5 separate regions of the Mus musculus genome follow, and regions 1, 2, 3 and 4 are each linked to region 5. Evidence: chromatin contacts called from public HiChIP or PLAC-seq and promoter capture Hi-C data. All regions are on one chromosome and are shown on one strand. Each heading gives the region's core, a stretch centred on a gene start, on an enhancer-like site or on the middle of the called end of the contact. The rest is flanking DNA. Distances are from core to core; before and after follow the strand shown.

Region 1 (4,251 bases), core at 1,717-4,216, 2.9 Mb after region 5:
TAATCTGGATGACAGTGAATAATAACCATCTTCAAGTTCCCATGTAAAACTAGCATGAAATAGGTAATTCATTTTCTTCTCAGGTCAGAGACTTTACACAACATAGAAGTTGTTAAGTCTTCCAAAGAAACACAATCCAGACTCTCAGCAGATGAGGACAATTTCCACTACAAAAAAAGTTAGGAGACACTGGAGATAACAATATGCATAACAGGGAGAATTGTGGTACACTCCTTTAATCCCAGCACTCTAGAGGCAGACACAGGCGGCAAATCTCTGTGAGTTTGAGGCCAGCCTAGTTTACAGTGTGAGTTCCAGGACAGCGAAGTCTACACACAGAAATGCTGTCTTGAAAAATCAAAGGAAAAAAATATGCATAAAAGACTTATATTTCTGTCAGACCTAATGAAAAAGAAAATCAACAAAATTTGTGGGTTTTTAAATAAACAGCATTCATTAGTTTTACATCATTATACTCATATGAAAAGCTCATTTTAAGCAATTTATAAGGACTCAGAAAACATGTCAGCTAGTGAACCAAACAGAGAGCCAGCAATTTATGGGGACTCTGCACACATCTTATTCCCGGGAAATGTTCCAAGATATATGCAGGGCTAAACACACAGATATAAAGTCAACAATAGACACCTTGCTGACAAGAACACAGTGTGCAAAGAAGTTGGAACTCTTACCAGTTCGAATTTCTTCCTGATCAGTCCCATTGACATAATCCTGACTCACAAGGGAAGCAAAGCAAGCCTGAGTGAAGGGAACATAAAAATGTTATATACACAGCAGCTATTAGGAAAAGAAAGGGCTTCTCCTGAGGCCACTCAATAATAAGTGGACACTTTGCACCTGTACTTGAGAAGATATCAGGCCAATGTAGACACCAGGTAAAGCCAATCCCAGCTGGTCTGGCACCTGAGACACTGGTATCTGCTGGCCTCATCACACGGTCTTATTCCTGCCACCTGCCTCTTCCTCACTGTCTTATTCCACACCTGGAATACCTTTCAACCCCACCACGGCCACGCCACTCTGGCTGACCCTTACATGAACTGTATATATTACTATGTCAAGATGTCATCTGTCTACTCTTTCTTTCATGCTCTACAGTGGAGCTTGGCAAGCTTTTCAGAAAAGTAACTGATGTTACTATCCACTCTTCAGCCACTGTTATTTCTACCAACAGCTCTGCCTGTGTGATTCAGCACTATAGTCTAAGTACTTGGGATACCATTTGGCATTTCATAAGTAACAGGTGTCTGTATAATAAGTGGTGTCATGCGGATAACCAAATCCCAAAGAGGGAGTTTTGAAAGGGTGCCAACCGAGCTGTACATGTGAGTGCGCCACAGGGGCACAAGCAGCCCTCAGACAGACAAGCATGACAGCAGCTGACAGAGGAACACAGTCTGAGAACAGACCCCGACAGCCTTGAGCAAGCACCGAAAAAAAAACCACAAAGACACAGAACCAAATTTAGGTTCCGAACACAAGTCAAAACTACACCCAAAGTTCCTCTCAGAAGCAATGAATCCTCCTGGCTAGCTCCAGATCTGATGGATGGAAACAGTCAAAGGATTTCCCACTCCTGTAACAGCTCGACCAACCAGACTGCCTATTCTGTGTACGGTAAAAGTTAAGTCTTGTTGGACTTTTGGGGCGTGAGCATGATGTGCAGATTTCAGAAAACCTATGGCCCACAAAGCTTGGGGGCGGGGGGGGGGGGGGCTTCACCAACGGCAGTAGGCCATGCAGACTTAAAAAAAAAAAAAAAACCAAACCTAACTGCAAGCCAGGCAGTGGTGCTGCACTTGTTCAATCCCAGCACTAGGGAGGCAGAGACAGTTGTGTGTCCAAAGTCAGCCTGGTCTACAGCGCTTGTTCCAAAACAGCCAGGGCTACGCTGAGAACTTGTCTCAAAACAAAACAAAACAAAACAAAAAGACAAAAACTAACTTCAGAAACTTTAGTTCCTGCTGCACCTCCCAGCCCACCCCCCCCCCCCATCCTTTGAAAAACATTTAAAGCATGGACCTTTATGGACAGTCAGTCTTACGGAGGTTAAAAACAACGCGTGCCCTTCTATTAAAAGCCCAGTATTTTAGGACTGGTGCGATGGCTAATCCGGTAAAGATGTTTGCCACCACACCTGAGTTCCATCCCTGCATCCAAGAGTGGATGGACCCAAGCGTTCTACTAAGGTTTCCTCCCACAGTGAGAACTCAACTTATGCCAACAAAGAGCATTTACCAAATGAATAGAAAGCGAAAGCCAGAGAAGTCAAGGGATGGCACCCAAACAAGCTAACAGGTAGGCAGGTGCCAGGGGCCATTGGAAGGTCTACACAGAACACTAGAGAAAAACAGGAAAAGCGTCCAGTATGTGACCTGGAAACTCAGAGGACCTCAGCCGAGTGGGCCCGCTCCAGGGAAGACCAGATCCTACTAGACCCGCAGGGGATCCAACGAGCCCCGAGGTGGATGGGAGTTGGGCGAACTTCAAGGCCACGGTCTCCAGAAATGTCGCGGTTGCGGGGGCAGACCTGAGACGACCGGCCACAGGTAGTACCCAATCTACGGCAGGCGACTTCCATTCTCCGGTGCCCCGCCTCTACTAAACGCCGGGACCGAGAAAGGAGTTAACCTGCGCGCCTTCCGCACGCCTGTGAGGGCTGCACAGAGACGCCCACATCTCGGCTTACCTCGAAGGATGACTCCAACTCGTCCACCAAAGTGCTGTTAGATGGTCTCGGGGCCCCAGGGGCTGCTTGCAGAAGCGACGCCTGGCCTGGGAGCCCGGGCGGCGGCGGCGGGGGACCTGGAGGCTGCCCAGTGAACATCCCTCCCAGGGACGCCGCCATGTCTGCAACGGCGGGCGGAAACGACACCGGGCCTGTGTGCGCAGGCGCGGGCAGCCTGATCACGTGGCAGGCCTGGTCACATGACGGGCAGTTCGCCTATTCGCCCGGAGAAAGGATTTACCATCATCCTTGTTTCTGTGCGGTCTGCCCAATTTATAGCCGACCTGGGTTTACTCTTTTTTGACCTAAATACTAAATGCTGGGACTGGTTTAAACCAGTCACTTGCAGAGACCGAACAAGGGCGCTGGCCTCCCTGCCTCCAGCCAAGCCCTTGGGCTGTCCCTAAAGACCTTAGCCGAGTCTTTTCTGCGCTCCTTTAGAAAAATGAGTCATCAGTTCATTCTAGGGTGATTAAGGGCTTGAGATGTACCAAATGCCAATCTAGTCACTTGTTCTGGCTGGAACAACACAAGTTCCCTCTAAATTCTGGCGTGAGGTGACATCCTGAAGGATACCAGTGTTCCTGGCACTTTTCTAATCGTATATGATAACACCGGAGGGAAAGTGACTGCATCTGTTTTCATAACGGCTTTAATGTTTGCCTGTTCACTAATTCAGAAGCCAAATAGCCTTGTTGTCGTCGTTGTTGTTTAATTTTACAACACTTAAAAAAAAAAGAAAAATTATCAGCTGACCAAGTTTTCGCCGAAAGATTTCCTTGCCCTAGACAGAGGGTAGGGAATAAGTGACAGGAGACAGGATGAAGGAGAAGAGAAGGATGGGGAGTGGTATTTGTCACTGGAGGATAAAAGACTGCCTCTAGATAGAGAGGAGACAGATGCGGCACATAGTAAAATGGACATTTATAATGGTATAAAGGGAACCCCTGTGTTAGAATGATGTGTTCAATTTTAGTTGGACAAGTTAATTAGGTGAGCCAACGGGGACTTTTCATTGCTGGACTTCAATACGATGATATCTTCACCTTGGTAGTCAGCCTCAGGAAGTGGCCAAATAAGTGAACAAACCTCGGTGGCTAGCTTTAGGAACACAATCTAACAGTTCTTAGTAAAGCAGAGGAAATGGAGGAGCCGAACAAGGATTGCCAGAGCCATGCTCAAGTGGACTAGTGTCCCTTCAACTTAACTGAGTCCTTCTAGTTTCCAGATAGGCATGTTTAATAATCTAGACATAGTAGTAAATACCCCAAATAGGAAGAAAAACCTCATAAATACATACAGCATTATTTGTAGAGATAAGTACTGAGGGAAAATGCTTGGGAGTGGACAGCTAAGTGCTCTTTGATGTGGAGGGCCTCTCTAAAGAGATCTCATTTGGAATGAAAATTTAAATGGAAGACCTTTCTAGAAAAAAAAACCTAAAGAAATACTTTGCGGGGTTAGTCAGGTTTTAGTTATCTATATGCCCAACATCCAGAACT
Region 2 (4,069 bases), core at 1,239-3,738, 2.5 Mb after region 5:
TAGGTATAGGAAGTACTTGTGACAACACTGTCTTTCTACAGAGTATCAATAGCTTCATATCACATATTTGGTATGTTAAAATCTGTTGCAGCTGAATTTTTGGTGTAAAAGACAATATTGGATATGACCCTCTTTCTCCTGTTGGCTTTCTAGATATTCTAATTATTCATCAAGTCAATAGATAACAATTAAGTATCAACTGAGTATCAGGAATAACACTAGATGCTTAGACTGATATGACCTGACCTTTCTATGTTTATGGGGATTGTTATAATGGACTGACAATACATGCTATGAAAGATTCTACGCTATTAACAATGAAACTGATTTCCAAAATTATTTCCATGTTGTTGTATCTAGTCATGGTTTCCTCCTTGTCTCAGAAAGTCCAGAGATGTGTTCTATTCCTCTTTGTATTTTCTCTTTATTTGGGAGAAATATTTAATTCCCCCTTTCATGGGACTTACACATCTTCCTATTGTGTAGCATAATATATTACCCATATTGACACTGGGCTTGGCAATGTTACTTGTTTTAACCATTGAGACTTAAATGTGATCCATGTTGAGACTTGATGGGCTAGGGTGGGGGGAGATATCTAGGGGGTTCTCCATTTCCTCAGAGGAGGAAAGGGGGAGAGGAACGGTGGGGGAGGGGGGACAGAGGTCTGGATGTAAAGTGAATAAATAAAAAAATGGTCATGATTAGGGGCTAGTAGCTCTCATGCTGCCTTTTGGAACCCTGTGACAGCCACCATGTGGACAAGTCAGGGTAGACCCTTGAAGAATAGGAATACTGGTTTCTGTGATCCTGGCAGACAGCTATTCCCCCAGAAATGAAAGTCCCTTTATCTGTGAAACCACCTCACTATCCCATAGTTGATATTTTAAGCTATTAAGTTTTGGATGGTTTGTTAGGCTCTCATAGTTATTTAGTCCACCATTCCTTTCAAGTTAGCATGAGCACATACTTTCATTAAGTAACTTTAATCAGACACTTCTAGAAGCTGGGCCATGCTTTTGGGTCCTGTTCTCATGTCTCTTTTGATGGTGCCTGATGAGCTTTCAGATGGAAACAACTATTCCATCTTCCCACTCTAAACTATGGAGATAAGCCACTCCTATTTTAAATTTCAGTTTCTGAACCGCCATCTAGACTATCTCTACTCTACACATCACCTTATTCTAGCCTCCCAAATGATAAGATTGCAAACATATATTCATAAACACATGGCTTCAAACTTCACATTCGAAAATTTCTGATGAAGATGTAATGCTACATTTTTACTTCTGATGCAACAAACGCTGAGCAATAAACTACTCTAAGAAGAAAAAAGAATGATAGATAAGACTATACCACAAGATAGGGCAATACAGAATTGAGAATTTGAGTTCCTAAGAATTAAAATATTTTTTTCCGCAAAGGTGAGTATAAATGCCCAGTAATGTACAGCACTTCTCTGTAAACTCTGGATGGCTTACAAGCTCTTGGTCCCCTGTGACAATACTGACATAAGTGTAGAAATGGCTCTGGTGCAAAAGTTTTTTTTTTTTTTTTAAGTAATTTTAAGTATATACTTAATCAAAAGATTCTCCTCTCCCCAAGGAAGTTTTCTCTAGCACAGAGCAGGATCCATCTATAACAATTACAAAGTGTTAAATCCCATGCAAGGTTAGTTCCCCCGATTTTTGTAACTAATCTCGCTTTTCAAGATCTCTTCGCTTCACAAAACTGATGTCCTCGCACATCTTTTCTGGATGCAGTAGGATGATTGGCAAGCGCTTTCGCTGAAAGTGAAGATAGATGACATTGACCCTGAAAAGTTTCCAGCACTTAAGGAGCTGCCTAGCCCAGCACCGCCAACTCTTGAGGCTTCCACCGTACTCCCCTCTTGGAACTCGAGGAAGCAAGCATTTGGGCGGAGGGAGTTAGAGGCTAAACCCACTGGGGGCAAAACATTAGAAGTCTGGGGCCGAGCTGCTATCTGGAAAAGTGCGAACTGGCTAGGCTAGGAGAGCGCTCAACGCGAGAGGACTACAAAGCCCAGAGGGCACAGCGTCGCTCTCTTGCGCTCCTCTACGGGACCTGCACGCAATGGAGGCTGGGAAATGAAGTCTTCGGACTTCCAGCGCTCCGCGCGAGGGCAGAAGGGAGGCGTTGCTGGTCCGCTCCTTCAGCACGCGGGTTCCTGGCTGGCCTCCGGGTTTCTCGCTCCCGCTCAGGGTTTTCGTGGACGGCGGGAGCAGTATGGCTTGCCTGAGTAAACTCTGGGGGGAGGAGGGGAAGGGAGTGGGTAAGGAGGCGGGGTCAGCGGAAGCGGCAGGTTGCTTCCTTCTCTCCGCGCTCCCTCCCCGCCTCTCCCCGAGGGAGCGGTGGGAGGGGGAGGGGAGGGCAGGAGGAAGGTAGTGACACGTGTCAATCAACCCCCCTCCGGGGGGCGCGCGCTCCGGGGCTCGCGCCGAGGGCTCGCGCCCCTGCCTCGTGCCTGCGCCGCTCGTATGTAAATGAGGGCGCGTGACGCGGGACGCAGATGGACAAGGGAAGAGAGAGAATGGCCGCTGCCGCCGCTGCTGCCGCCGCCGCCGCTGCCGCTCAGTGCCGGAGCCCTCGGTGCGCGGCGGAGAGGAGAGGATTCCGGCGGGAACTCGACTCTTGGCGCCACCGCCTCATGCACTGTGTAGGTAAGAGAGACACGGGCCGGGCCGGGCTCGGCGCCACGGTGCGGCTGCCGGAGGAGTTTGTGGCTGAGGGGTGTAGTTGGAGCTCCGGTTCGGGTCAGTTCAATGGGGAGCGATGGGAGCGGCGGCGGCGGCGGCGCGGCGGCCCCGGCGGCGCCTTTTGTCTCGGGGCTCCCTGCCCGGCGCGGTCCGCGCCCCGCCGCCCGCCTGCCCGGCTCCGAGCTCCCGGGGAACTGTTAGTTCGGACCCACTCTCCGAGCACCCCGCGGAAGCAGCCCGCCCGCTCGTGCTGCCCCGAAACTCCTCGGCGCCCGTCGCCACCCGCCGGTGCCCCTGTCACCGCGGCTCTCCACCGGGGCGGAGGGGACCCTGGAGCGGCGAGCCGGTCCGCGCCCCCGGCCGGGCGCTCACACACCCCCTTCTTGCGGCCCTGGGGCTGGCGGCGAAGACGCTGCCTAGTTCCTGGGACGCGGGACCAGGGGTTGCGGGGCGCTCGCGGGGCGGGGGGCGGGGGGCGGGAGAGGGTCGAGGGGCGATGGGGGCGGCGCCTGAGGGGCGGGGGGCGGCCGCCTCTGCCCTCTTGCGAGTGGCCTCGGATCTGTGTGTACCCCTTTAAGAAGGAGCCGCTCGAGCTGACGGTTGGGATTTGAAGTTCTTCCTCCCTCTTTGGAAGTCTGGACGGATGGGGGGTGTTGCTATGGCGACGGCACCCTCCCCACGCCCCCCCCCCCTTTCCTTGAGGACGCCCCGACGACTCCGGTCCTCTTTTCGCTGTCATGTGATGGACTCGCGTAGCCCTCCCCGCCTCCCATTCCTGTTCAAATGCAGTTCAGTTTTCCGTTTCGGTGGGGTCTGATCGGTTTTGCTTCAAACTTGCGCGCTCCCGGCTGTCATTCAGTGGGCTGCTCCGGGTAGCGGGAAGTACTGGGACTCCCTTACCTTGTTGCGGTCGCTGCTTTTCCTCACTCAGAGTGCGACGTGTGCCCACAGCTGTTACCCAGCAGGTTGGTTCAGTGCAACAGAGGGGCTGCGAGCGGAGGGTGTGCTTCGGCAGGGGTTACGGGGTAGCTTTTGAGGGGAGGAGGTGGGAGTGGAGGCTGGTCGGTGTTAGGAGTGGGTGGTTGCGTCGGTTTTCTTTTCTGACGAGTAGGTGTCAGCCTTTGGAGTTGAGTGTAGTAAGCTCAGTTCCTTGGGAAGACAACTCTCTCCTAACCGTGTTTTCATCTGTTCTTGCGCCACCTCGCGCCCTGTCCCCCTTCCCCATCCCTCGCAGATTTGCTTGGGTAGAGCCCTAAGGTCTGTCTTGTTTTCACTAATCATAGTAGATGAAACCAGATGCAACTCCAGTTCAGTAATGTGCCATACAGAATTATATATATATATATAAGCAG
Region 3 (3,972 bases), core at 1,012-3,511, 2.7 Mb after region 5:
AGTTGGCAATATACCCAGGTAGATAGTGTAGGCCTACAGTACCACAGTGAAAAACAACAAGTTCAAGGCCTGTTCGGGCTATGTCTTAGTCAGGGATTCTATTCCTGGACAAAACATCATGACCAAGAAGCAGGTTGGGGAGGAAAGGGTTTATTCGGCTTACACTTCCACATTGCTGTTCATCACCAAGGAAGTCAGGACTGGAACTCAAGCAGGTCAGGAAGCAGGAACTGATGCAGAGGCCATGGAGGGATGTTCTTTACTGGCTTGCCTCCCCTGGCTTGCTCAGCCTGCTCTCTTTAGAACCAAGACTACCAGCCCAAAGATGGTCCCACCCACAAGGGGCCTTTCCCCCTTGATCACTAATTGAGAAAATGCCTTACAGCTGGATCTCATGGAGGCATTTTCTCAACTGAAGCTCCTTTCTCTGTGATAACTCCAGCTGTGTCAAGTTGACACAAACTAGCCAGTACAGGCTACAAAGTAAGCTCAAGGACAATATGGGCAACTTTAAAAAATCTTCTCAAAACAAAGTAAAAAGATAGGAAGATCAGTATACCAACATGTGTAAAGTTAGGTTTAATCCCTAGTACTATGGAAAAAAATAAAAATAAGACAATAGCAACTCCTTACTTGCAGAGACGTTATATTGTATGTGCATACGAGGCAGATGTTATACTCTCAAATAGGCTGAAAAACTATTTGCTGTCACAAAATAAGCCTATCCCTCTCTATAGAATTTCTTTAACTTAATCGCAGAGAGAGGACATTTACACCAAAAGTGAGAATTTAAAGTTAAATTTTTAATGCTGGAGTTATCCTTTTATCTTAATGACAGTTGAGGTTTCCAGAAAAGACTTATCTTATTCACATACATTTTCTCTATCACTGATATTTTACTGTGGAAAATAACAAACATAGCTAAATATATTACTTCCCCAAAGTAGTAGCTTTTACAGTACCTGTAAGAGAAAAGTAAACAAATAATTTAAAATGCCACCATCGTTCTCTTCCTCCTCTTCTTCCTCATCAGACTGGTGAAATGAAGTAACAAACTTGGCTGTGAAGTCCATGACCCTCTCCACGGCAGGTTCACGCTTATATACCACCATAGCATACTTAAGGTAATGAATAAACTCCTCCTGAAAAGCTGTTTTATCATCCATCTGAAAGAGAGAAGAAACGCCTCCAGAAGCTGCATTAATAAAAATTCTTTATTCCCAACACTGCCATAATACTGCTGAAAGTGTTACCCTTAGGTTAAACTCTAAGGTTTCTTAATAAACTATCAATTATCCAAATCAAGGAAGGGAAAATATATCCGCACAAACTTCTCTTCAGTATATAATTTGTACCTCTGAGAAAACACAAAGCATAAATCTGAACAGTGCAAAATTATCTCATTTTTCTCTCAACGCCTTTGGATTATCGGTATTTTTCTTACCGGATTAATGCAAAACAAGCTTCGCCATAAATGACTCAAAATCAACAGCTTTGTGTTTATTTTACTTAGGCCTTCCTAGCATCCGTCAATTTCCTTCTGTCATAACTTACACATTTTGCTCCCTACCCTTGATCACTTTTATATGTCCTTAACTTTCCGTGAACTCCAAAACAATGTATCTTCCTCACATTCGCTGTCCAGTAATTCCCCGCCGCTACACTCGACACACAATTGCCATGTACGGGAAAGACTGGGTGCTTATGGTTTCCCTAGCTGGTGAAATGAAGGTGGTTTTAAAGCTTAGGAGTTGGTTGAAACAACTTCATCGATTGCCTGAGATGAACCAGAGACCTCCAAGGAAATAAAGGCGTCTGAGATTCCCTGCGCAGATCAACAAGTCACTGAGGAACTGAGGATAACGGATAACTCCCCGCATCCCCTGGCGGGATGAGGATGGAGAAGACGGGTGACTGCGTGTGGCCGACGCCGGGCGTTCTGCTCACTGGCTGTGGCCGGGAGACCTCGGGCGAGCCTCGGATCCCATCCCTCCGTCGCGGGGCGCGCAAGGGCAGAAGGCGAAGCCCGGAAGCCGAAGCCAGGCCGCTTACCGCGCCGTACGTGCGGCTCAGCGCCACCACCAGCTTCGCCTGGTTCTGGTGCGGCTGCTGCGCCAGCTGAAACGCCTCCTTCACAGAAAGCCGCTTCTTCTGCGCTGCCATGGCGCCGGGACGGGAACTGCCCGAGAGAGACTGTGGTTCGCGATCCGAGGAGGACTCAGTTTCCCGCGGCTTCCGACACCCTAGCCCTGCAAGGCTCCGAGTGACGGGTTAGCGCCAGAGTTTTCAAACAACTATCGCGGGAGGATGAGATCTCGCGAGACTTCCGCCGGAGGGAGGGTCGGAGAGCGGAGACCTGAGGGTCCCGGAGCTGACTCCACCCTCCGCTCCGCCCCGCTGCTGGGACGCCTGGGGTGTGGCCTGCCGCTCTCCCAATAGGAAAAGGTGTTTGTATGGGAGGCATGGGCGGGGCCGGAAGTAGTGCTGTGGAGGAGCGCGCCTGAAGTGGGCGTTCAGCTTTCTGAATTAAACTGGTGGCCTTCGGTGCCTTGCGGGATCTTGTGGTTGGGAGTGAAGGGAGAAAGCGGAGGACTGCCGCAGCGACTGGCTGAGAACGGGTAAATCCCGAGCGAAGGAGTCGTTTGGGAGATGTCGTACGGAGCCCGCCCGGGGCTTGGGGATGTCAAACTTTCCGAGGGCGTCCTGGACGAGGGCCTCCGCAGTCCTTCGGACCCCGTGGGTCCGGGCGGGAACTGCCCGTCCGCGATGAGACAGTCTGGGGGACTGGGAAGAGAAAGGCAGGGTCAGTTTAGGCTGCAGCCGCTTGGAGATGCTCCAGCGTGACGGATGTGCTTGACAAATCTGCCTAACAACTCTGCTAAGCAGAGGAGAACGCAGACAGTATAAAAGGAATTTGGGGGTCTTGACTAAGATCGCGTGCTGGATATATAAAATTATTTCTAAATGCCTCACCTGGGACATAGGACATACCACTCCAAAACCGGGAAACTTACTTGGTGTGTTGCTTGATGACTTGGGAAACATAAATGCAGCCACCTATTCCGTCTGTACTGGAAATCTACATTGGTGACACGTATCAGGAAGAGGGCTGCCTCCAGACTATGTTGTTCTGTAGGTACTCTGGGAATCCCTAGAGGACCTGGGGAGATAATGATTCATGGGTAAAGTGCTTGCTGAACACACATGAGGATCTGAAGTCACATGTGATATTTCACATACAAACACCAGATGTTAACATTTGTATGTAGTCCTAGCACTTGAGGGTGCTGAGAGCCAGACAGTGGATCTTAGGCTCATTGATCTGCCAAAGTAGCAAGCTTCAGGGTGGCTGAGAGCCTTTCTCAAACAGTAAGGTCTAAAGTAATCAGTGAAAACACTCAATGTCTGTCTCTGACCTAAACATGCATGTACCACACATACAAGATAAATAAAACTTTAAATAAATGATAATAAGATGAGAACCAATATGTGTGTGTGTGTCATTTGTTTTTTATGTAAACAGACAAACTAAAACTTAGAACATATTAATATTTTGTGACAATCTGTGACCTTTCATTTTAGGTGCTTGCTGCCTTTATTGTTTTGTTGATTAAAAAAAAAATGTCTCATGAGTATTTTATCTAGTTATTTCAGTATCAGTGAAATATAAGGAATCTGACCACCAGAGGTCAGTATGACTATGTTTTGATTAGAGTTGTGGATTTTAGTAACGAATGTTGTATGGATTTGGTATGCTTTGGACATCGTAATCGTGGAACTTTTCCAATATGCTACATTAAATTCATACAGCATAATCTCATTGTAAAGCTTACATAGTTCTTGACTCTTACTTTTATTCTGTGAGAAAGAACAAATACATATAGGAATAAATTTGTGTCTTTGATAAGCTTAAGAAAATAACAAAAACTAAACAATGTACACCATAAGGTTCTTGGATTCCAAATTTTAGAT
Region 4 (3,937 bases), core at 554-3,053, 2.9 Mb after region 5:
AAAACAAGGCCCTGAAAAAAAAAAAAAATCAAGAAAGATAAATACAATCAGAGTAGATCCCCCAGAAAGCATTGGCTGTCCAGATGCAGAAGGGGCAAGCAATCCCATTAAAACTGTCTTTTTCCGCAGAGGCCAAGAGCAGAGCAGCAGCCTCCACCGCAGCAGCTAAAATCCCTACCAGGGCAAGACTGGAACTGGGTTATGTGAGACATCTTGGGCCAACCCTAAACCTGAAAATCACTTGTTTCAGATCTACTGTCTCAGGGTTCGGTCGTTTAAAATACTTGTGTTTTGACTCTGTCCACTCAAGGGTTAGCTGCAGGACTTCCTACAGACATTCAGAAGTGAGTGAACACTCAGTTTTTGGAGTGCTTCAAATTTCAGATCAGGGATGTCCACATTGTTTAGTACCCTGTCAATCAGGGAAAGTGTGTGACTTTGCAGAGAGGGCAGAAGAAGCAGGGCCTTCTGCCAAGCACTTAATGGTGTGGCTCCACATTTCTGTCACACGCTCCCCGCCCCAAACACCTGAAATAAGGATGTAAAACCACTGCTCATCATTTGACTTCACAAGGCAATTTACGACTTTTAAAATACTGCCTCCCTTACGGCCACTTCAAGGAGTACTTTTCTCTCATTTGCCAGATAAGGAAACCTAGTCCCTGACACTGGAGCTCCTGCGTAGTTAAACTTTGACAGTGCACATGCCTTCTTTCTGGTCAGGGCCCTTTCCAAAAAACACCCCAGGTACTCCGGACCCATCTTTCCACTGAAGAAAACAGGCGTCCTTAGCAATGGTAAGTGCTAGGTTCTAACTTTCCCAAGATTGTTCATTCTGGGGTTCCATGAGACCAACCTGGGACAATCCAATGTTACCGGCCAGGGCTGGAAAGGTGTCTGCCTAACTCCTCTGCTATCTGTGATAACTGCAGGCGACCTGAGTTCAAAGCTCCATCTGGAACATTCCTCCCTCACCAGGTCCTGGAAGTATGACCTGGAAGTACTCCAATGAGCCCTTCCAGACTTTTCCCATCTGAGGGTCCTTCATAATTTCTCAGACTATGGAGAAGACCCTCTTCCAATTTCAAGATGACCTCTCTCAATAAAACCCTTTCCCCTAAAAGGACAGAAACCCAATCCAGCAGTTTCCTCCCCCAGGGCCTTCCACTTCACTTCAGCGGGGGGAGGGGTCCAGGCCCTGTGACTGGCTACTCTGGAAGCGTAGCAGGCTTTGGGACAATCCTACCGTCGTCCTTTCTAGGGTCTCTGTGAGAACTAAAAGAATTGGCGAACTAGGCGCGTGTAATTTTTCAGAGCTCAGTTAGAGGAGTCAGTAAACACTGGTTAGGTGGAGTGAGCGGTTCTGCTCAGCCTTCAGAACCCAGCACTGTCCAGTTAGGAAGAAAGGACGCGCCCTCGGCAAACAGCATCGGCCGCCCTCGTCGCAAGCCGGGCCCAGGCTGGTGTCCTGCAAACCCAGGGAACTTTTCTGTTCAGCTCATTTCTGCAACTTGATGCGTCCGTCCGACACATCGCGGCCTGGATACGCCGGGTCACCCTGCTGCCCGCCGCCAGGGCTCGCGCGGCCGCCCGAGAGCGAGCCGCCTCCACTCACCTTCGTCATGTCTGCGGTGGACAGACCCCGATCCCAGAGACCTCTCACTCCCAGGCGGCGGAGCGCGACTCGCGCGGCAGCCGGAAGGGGCAGCAAGTACATCTTCTCGGCTCGGCCCTCGGCGCCGCCCTCCAGAGAAGGAGCACGTGGCGCGTGGCAGGGCGCGCGCCTGGAGGCGGGACCTCCGGGGTCGCCGGACGCGCGCTTGGAAAGCCGGACCTGTGCGGGGCCTTGGGGGCGGGGCCGTCGGCAACTGGGCGGAGACCCGCTACTGAGCCTTAGGGAAGGGCGGCAGGCCCTTGGGGGCGGGGCTTCTGTTCTTGCGGGCCGGCGTCGTGGGCGTGGTTTCTGCGGGCTCAGGGGCGTGTCGGCTTGCTCGTGCTCGCGTGGGAAGCCTGAGAATTTGGTTTAAGGCAGTTTAACAGAAGTATGTCAATTTTATTTAACAAGTTTGTGTATACATGGAAGCCCTTACAGGAAAATGAGGATCCTGAAAGTGATCAGGTCCAAGTGCTTATATTGAATAGTAAATAGTTATGAAAAAGTAACTAAGCATAAAGGAAAACAAAAAGAATGTAATAATTAGCTAAATAAGGTTCATTTGGGCAGATTTCTAGCTTCCTTAACGCCTCACCTCGGGTAAAAGTATTTGGGGTAGCAGTAGTTTACATGGTGGTTTGACGTTCTGCTTTGGGGTTTGGGAGACCCAAAGATGGCTCTTCTTGCATTTAGTTCTATTCAAGTGCCTTTTAGGTGCAAAATATTGATGCTCAAGTGGCATACTTTAATGTAGCATATCTGCCATCCTTCATTATCCAATAAGGGCAAGAAGTACAGTGATTACAAAAACTGTTTTGAAGAGTGTCTTATGTAGACATCCGGATATGGGCCATGATTGTCCCCATTAGTAGCCCACCCTCACTACTGACAAGGCTCATATTTTAAAGCTTTGGTCAGCAGCTCTTGGTCAGCAGCTCGTGGTGCTGCAGGGAGGAGGTGGAACACGTAGAACATGGGACCTAGTAGAAAGAAGTTGGGAGGTTTCAAGGAAAATGCTGTGATCCCAGGACCCGGCTGCCTGTCTCTGATTCACCACAGATGAAGAGGCATCCCATCGTATGTGTTCAGCATAATTGCTATGCTGGCCCTAAACCCGTGCACTGAATGACCACGGGAACCTCTGGAGCTAGGAACTAAAGTCTTTCCTCTTTTTAATTTGACAGCTTCAGAAAGTTTTGTCCTGGTGATAAAAAGGTTACTAACGTAATAAGATCAAGTTCCTTCTGCCTTTTTTATTTTGTTTAAGGACATTTCTTCCACAAGAAATGCCTCCAGACCATCCCACTGTGGGTTTTATGTCTCCTACTCCCAAAGCAACCTGTCTCAAATTGCTAATCACCTGTATCCTGCTCGTGTGTGTGTGTGTGTGTGTGTGTGTGTGTGTGTGTATGTGTGTGTGTGTAGGACGTGGCTTTCACTTCTGTGTATTCATGCCAAAATCTAGCATCTAGTCCATATCTAGGGCCTATGCAAACAAGGTGCTCATAAATATTTGAATGAAAGTATGATCAAAGTCCAGTTGAGGTTGCAGCATTTAATTAAAGACCAGGCCAGCTGCCAGTGGGATTTCCTGATAATAAACTGCATGAGAAGTAGAAAGATAATTAAAGGGACATCGGGATCAGGAAGCGCATAGGCTTGGCATGGGGTGGAGACATCAGCCTGCTCCTAATAAAAAAGAAGATACAAAGACCAAGTCTCTGGTTTAAAGAGAATCTTAAAAGGCAAGAAGCCCATTTACTGTGGATGAGGGAGTCAGCAGGGAGCCAGGAATGATCTTCATAGAAGCTGCAGGGAAAGCTATGCTTTAATAGATGCACCAGTTAAACCCATTAAAGCCCAGGCACCAAAATGTGTGTGGGTCAGCTTAAGGGAAGGAACCAAAGCACTTCCCCTTTGGGGTAATCCGACCAAGAGTGAGCCAAAGTCCGACCTCCCAGCTTCTCTCCCTGTGTCTTCCAAGGATCTATGGCTCCTGTTTCCTGGCTTGTCTGCAATCTGCCTGTTGTTAGGAGTCTGAGTCTGTGTCCGCCTCAGTGCCGTCTTGTGAATTTATCCCTCACAAAGCTTTTAGCTCTCTCTTAATGAGCAATGCAGAAAGCGTCACATGGGGGAAGGGAGGGGGCTACTTTACAGAAATCTTTTGCAGTTTTACAAGGAACTGAACTTTGCTGATTCCACCTGACCCAGGAGCCTTCAGAAGACTAAGGACAATAAGGCAAACTCTTGCAGCCTATATCCAGGTTGAACAAAGAGGCTGAT
Region 5 (4,365 bases), core at 221-2,720:
AAATCAGTTTCAAAGCCACTGAATCTCTTCACTTGAAACGCTTTTAAACATCCTAGAAAACAGAGCTTCCATTAAGCATTCGAGGTAGTTTGCATCATGTGTCTGTACACATGAACATTACTGTCAGCAAGTGACTGTAGTCATGGAGACCAGAGGCTGACACTGGCTGTCTTCTGCTATTGCTCTCAATCATTTTGGGAACCAGGATATCTCACTGAGCCTAGGGGTTCAACTCAGTTGGTCTGCAAGCCTCTAGGATCTTTCCAAAATACTAAATGTTTGCTTTTTAATCAGAGTCCCATTACATAGAATTTGCTATGTAGCCCAGAGTGGCCTTGAGCTTAGAGCGATCTACCTGCCTATGTCTCTGGAGTTCAGGAGCCCTTAAAGGCATGTGACAGCATATCTGGCAAAAATAATCTTTAACTGCTAAACATATCACTCTTTACTTTAAAAGACAACACAAGTATATTTGGTTTAAAACAATAATATCCACCTGAGTGAATATTATTCCATCACTGACAAGCATGGCCTCATATATTTTATGGAAAAGGCTTACTTCCTCCTTAGACTACTTTGGTCTTTAAATGACTTGAAGTAGGTAGTTCGGTATAGCAGTGACTAAAGGAAATAAAAAGGTGAAAAACACGCTGCTATAAATGCTACCAAGTCACCCCTCATTTCTTCCCTAGAGTTCCACATAGACAAACCAGAAACCCACTTAATGTGGAAGGCTTACATTATGTCACAATGTCAGAGGCGTAAACAACAAACACAACACAGCTTTCATTGGCGTCTCTGCCTACAAGGGGCTGGCGGCACCTGTATATGCTAGGAAATCCATACTATCTTTGCTTTACACATACCAAATTTCAGTAGCCACTAGTGTTAAGATCAGGGCACTGATCGCCAACTTTCTTCTATTCTCTAATTAGAAACCTAGAAAGTTCCAAAAGTTCCAAAAAGTTTTTTTAAAAGTCGCTCAGCTAACGAAGCTGTTGCCCAACTGCAAAGGCGCTTCCAACTGTAACAGCCAAACTCATCCTCTTGTTTAGCATGAGGTAAAATCTGCTTTCCATCTTTCAATCACCCCATCACCATATCAACCCACTTCGCAGCACCTAAGTTCAATTTAGCTCCAGGGTGTTATTAATTACTAAAAACGAGGAAGTGCATAGACACCGTTGGGGGTTGGGGGGGGGGGTGGATAGATACGCGCGGATTCCAGCTACAGAGAACTCAAGCCAAGTTCCCGGAGCCACTGTGCTCTAGGGACCTTAGCAACAAGCTCCGGCGGCTCCAGCCACCGGAAGCCGGCGTGAGAGAGCCCCACACCGAGGCTCCGGCCTCTGGTGCCCGCTCCTACCGCCTCTCCCGCCGCCACCGGCGCTCGCCGCCGCCCTCGTGGGGCTCCCCTCCGGCTCTCCGCACCAAAGCCCTCTGCTACAGCTGCAGGCAGCGGTGATTCAGGAAACCAACTTCAAGTAGCATAGACATCCGGCGCCGCACAGTGACGTCATACGCGCGCCGCTAATGCTAGTCCAATTATAGGGAGACTATAGCGACGCTCAGGAGGTTGCCTGGCAACTGGGGGGCGTTCCAATGGTCACTGTCCATAAGGCTCACCTGTGGACCTTCTCAGGTGACAACAGAGCCCTGGGAAGACCTTAAAGGAAGTTTACGTTTTAGTTTTCGGAGAAAAGACGCTGATTCGCTCTAGTTCTCCGGTCCTGCATCTCTCCAGTCTACGTGCTTAACTCATAGCTTCTCAGGACTATTTAATGTCCTCCAACATGATTGACTGCCTTAGGTCCTGACAGCCATGGGCTTCTTTTAGCTTCCTGTCAGGCTAATTCCTTTCCTTACCATTTCATATGCTCTTAACATTCAACTGCAGAATGCTCTAATTTTATAGTATATAATTATAACATAATTTTAATTTTACAATACTCTAATCTTATAGCTACAAACATTATTTTGTCCTTCATTACTTTCAAGAAATTGGTGTTGGGGCGGGGGGGGGGGTGTGTTCCTTTGCAATTCCATCAGCAATAATTTCGGTAATATCTGTTAAATGATCAAATTCTTTTAGACCTTTCTACTTCACTCTTCTCTAGAAATCTCTTTGTTAAGCCTAAAGTCTTAGCTATTTCCTCAAGTGTGGGGTAGAAGTTTCATGTTTTATTTCAGACCTTAGACCATGTATGATACACAAAATTTTCCAGTTCTTTATTTTAAAAAAATGACCACAAATTATGTAAACCTCCCTTAATTCTAAATAAGACTTTTCTGCTTTATGTTTTTGGTTTATAAAAACCTTGTCAGGGCATCATTCAAAAGTGATGAGTGCTTTCTGGGCCATCCTAGTTTGAGGAGCTTCTAGGAAATCCACGTGAGACTGACTAGAAGGCAGCTGGATAGACCAGATAGAGGTTTGGAAAGAGGTCTAAACCGAGGTGTGGATTTTAGGACCAAAAGCATGTGGGTGATGATAACCAGGAACATGAGGTGAGGTGCAAGTGTTTCTAGAACACTAGAGTGTATGAGAAGCCCCTTCTCGTCTTATTTTAGATATAAGGGAATACTTTATTTTATATAAGAAAATAAAGGGATGAGGTAGGGGTGCCATGTGTATCTACCAATATGGAAAAAAATCTGAAACCACAGAATAGTGTAAGTTCTTTTTGCTGCCACAGACCCACTCTGAAATTTTTAGCTCTGTCTGAGGGTCATTGGTGTGAACCATATCAACTTGCTCTTTATTTTTGGCTTTTATTTGGATTTACTTAGTGAAGAATATTAATAAAAGATTGGGAATTATTGGAGAGTAAAATATTGATTTTTCTACTTTCTTGATCACTGTTCTGCTGTTGTGAAGAGACAACATGACCAAGACATCTCTTATCCAAAAAAAAAAAAAAAGCATTTAATTGGGGACTTGCTTACAGTTTCATTATCATCCATTATCATCATTGAAGGTAGCACACGAGCATGCAAGACACTGGAACATAGTTTAGTGGTTCATCGTGATCCACAGGCTGGAGCAAGAAATATTGGGCCAGGTATGGGTTTTTAAAAGGCTCAAAGTCCAATCCTTAGTTATACACTTCCTCTAACAAGGCCACATCTCCTAATTCTTCTAATACTACTGAAGAGTTCCACTCCCTGGTTACTAAACATTCAAATAAAGGAGCCTGTGATTCGGGCATTCTCATTCAACTTCATTTTGTAATTCTTTTTGCTGCTTCAGACTCACTCTGTCATTTTTAGTACTGTTTGCTCTTGGAAAGCTTGTTGGTATGAATCTTATCAACTGGCTGTTAATTTTTGACTTTTGTTTGAATTTAGCTATTGGAAAATATAAATAAATATTTGGATATTGTAAGTGGATAATGCTAATAAATAACTAATAAATTCTAATAAGTATTCCACTCCCTTGCTGCCATAGACTTGTAGTCATATAATGCCAAAAATGTACTCAGATCAACTTCAAAAGTCTCCATAGTCTATAACATCTCAACATTGTTTAAAAGGCTAAAGTTCAAAGTCTCTTCTGAGATTCAAGGCAATCTCTGTGATCCCTCATGAAACCGAAATTAAAAAAAAAAAGTATGTGATCACATACAGTGGGACAGAATATACATCAAATTACAAAGGGGGGGGAAATGAAGCATAGTGAGGAAAAACTGGACCAAAGCAAGACAGAAAACCAGCAGGGCAAATGTGAAACTCTGATTCGCCATGTCTGATGTCAAAATGTTCTTCAGATCACTTCAGCCTTGTTGACTACAACACACTCCTTTCTCTTGGCTGGTTCCCCCCCCACCCCCCATGTCCCCTGATCTGCAGCTCTCTTTGGTAGGTATCCAATGAATGGCATCTCCAAAGTCTTGGGGTTTCCAACACAATACAGGCATCAACTTTGTGGCTAAATATAATGGCTTCTCTGGGCCTCCACGAAGGGACACTCTTGAAACATTCCTGGCCCCAGTGGCTTTCCTTGACTGTGAAGGTAAATGTCAGGACATATTTCTTGTATCCTTGACACTAAAGCCAGAACCACATGGCTGAAGCTACCAAGTTCTGCTGCTTGATGTGGCAAAGGTAATATGGGAACTAAGGTAGTCTTATCTGGGGGTTGAAGAGAAGACACACACATACACACACACACACACACACACACAGAGAGAGAGAGAGAGAGAGAGAGAGAGAGAGAGAGAGAGAGAGAGAGAAACTAGCATGTATGTGTGGGCTTTTGATAACTTCAGGACACACCTTGGACGTGGAGTCTGCGGACACCCCCAAGGTCCCCAGAGGACTCTCCACGGGATCTTAGGACCTCTGGTGAGTGGAACACAACTTCTG

What was found. Promoter capture Hi-C pulls out the DNA fragments that hold promoters and counts their contacts. HiChIP or PLAC-seq counts read pairs in DNA pulled down with a chosen protein or histone mark.
Region 1: an H3K4me3 HiChIP or PLAC-seq map of pro-B cells shows a contact between it and region 5, with 8 times the contacts expected there. The contact joins the promoter of Med28 here to the promoter of Pacrgl in region 5. A contact is called at or near these places in 3 of 39 promoter capture datasets (the C10 cell line, embryonic stem cells and pre-B cells), 2 of 484 Hi-C or Micro-C datasets (B cells and CD4 T cells), 4 of 115 datasets of contacts at active chromatin or transcription factors (astrocytes, large pre-B cells, pro-B cells and 1 more) and 2 of 9 other capture datasets (adipose tissue and liver).
Region 2: an H3K4me3 HiChIP or PLAC-seq map of embryonic forebrain shows a contact between it and region 5, with 8 times the contacts expected there. The contact joins the promoter of Lcorl here to the promoter of Pacrgl in region 5. A contact is called at or near these places in 1 of 484 Hi-C or Micro-C datasets (CD4 T cells) and 3 of 115 datasets of contacts at active chromatin or transcription factors (astrocytes, embryonic forebrain and large pre-B cells).
Region 3: a promoter capture Hi-C map of pre-B cells shows a contact between it and region 5. The contact joins the promoter of Ncapg here to the promoter of Pacrgl in region 5. A contact is called at or near these places in 8 of 39 promoter capture datasets (the 3T3-L1 cell line, cranial neural crest, frontonasal cranial neural crest and 4 more), 4 of 484 Hi-C or Micro-C datasets (CD4 T cells, CD8 T cells, Th1 cells and 1 more), 3 of 115 datasets of contacts at active chromatin or transcription factors (astrocytes, large pre-B cells and pro-B cells) and 1 of 9 other capture datasets (liver).
Region 4: a contact with region 5 is called in a promoter capture Hi-C map of pre-B cells, with 7 times the contacts expected there. The contact joins the promoter of Lap3 here to the promoter of Pacrgl in region 5. A contact is called at or near these places in 6 of 39 promoter capture datasets (cranial neural crest, frontonasal cranial neural crest, hippocampal neurons and 3 more), 4 of 115 datasets of contacts at active chromatin or transcription factors (astrocytes, embryonic forebrain, embryonic stem cells and 1 more) and 2 of 9 other capture datasets (adipose tissue and liver).

Annotation. Positions count from the first base shown.
Region 1 is chr5:45,518,944-45,523,194 of GRCm38.p6, reverse strand. Med28 (mediator complex subunit 28) reads right to left here and starts at 2,966. Exons shown (of 4, transcript NM_025895.4): 1 at 2,711-2,966; 2 at 693-759. The coding sequence starts at 2,869.
Region 2 is chr5:45,855,959-45,860,027 of GRCm38.p6, reverse strand. Lcorl (ligand dependent nuclear receptor corepressor-like) reads left to right here and starts at 2,488. Exons shown (of 7, transcript NM_001163073.1): 1 at 2,488-2,681. The coding sequence starts at 2,531.
Region 3 is chr5:45,668,214-45,672,185 of GRCm38.p6, reverse strand. Ncapg (non-SMC condensin I complex, subunit G) reads right to left here and starts at 2,261. Exons shown (of 21, transcript NM_019438.1): 1 at 2,053-2,261; 2 at 963-1,166. The coding sequence starts at 2,163. It overlaps 1600023N17Rik (RIKEN cDNA 1600023N17 gene), which reads left to right and starts at 2,478. Exons shown (of 1, transcript NR_073433.1): 1 at 2,478-3,485.
Region 4 is chr5:45,491,240-45,495,176 of GRCm38.p6, reverse strand. Lap3 (leucine aminopeptidase 3) reads right to left here and starts at 1,803. Exons shown (of 13, transcript NM_024434.6): 1 at 1,616-1,803; 2 at 1-11. The coding sequence starts at 1,717.
Region 5 is chr5:48,369,497-48,373,861 of GRCm38.p6, reverse strand. It overlaps Pacrgl (PARK2 co-regulated-like), which reads right to left and starts at 1,470. Exons shown (of 9, transcript NM_025755.3): 1 at 1,367-1,470.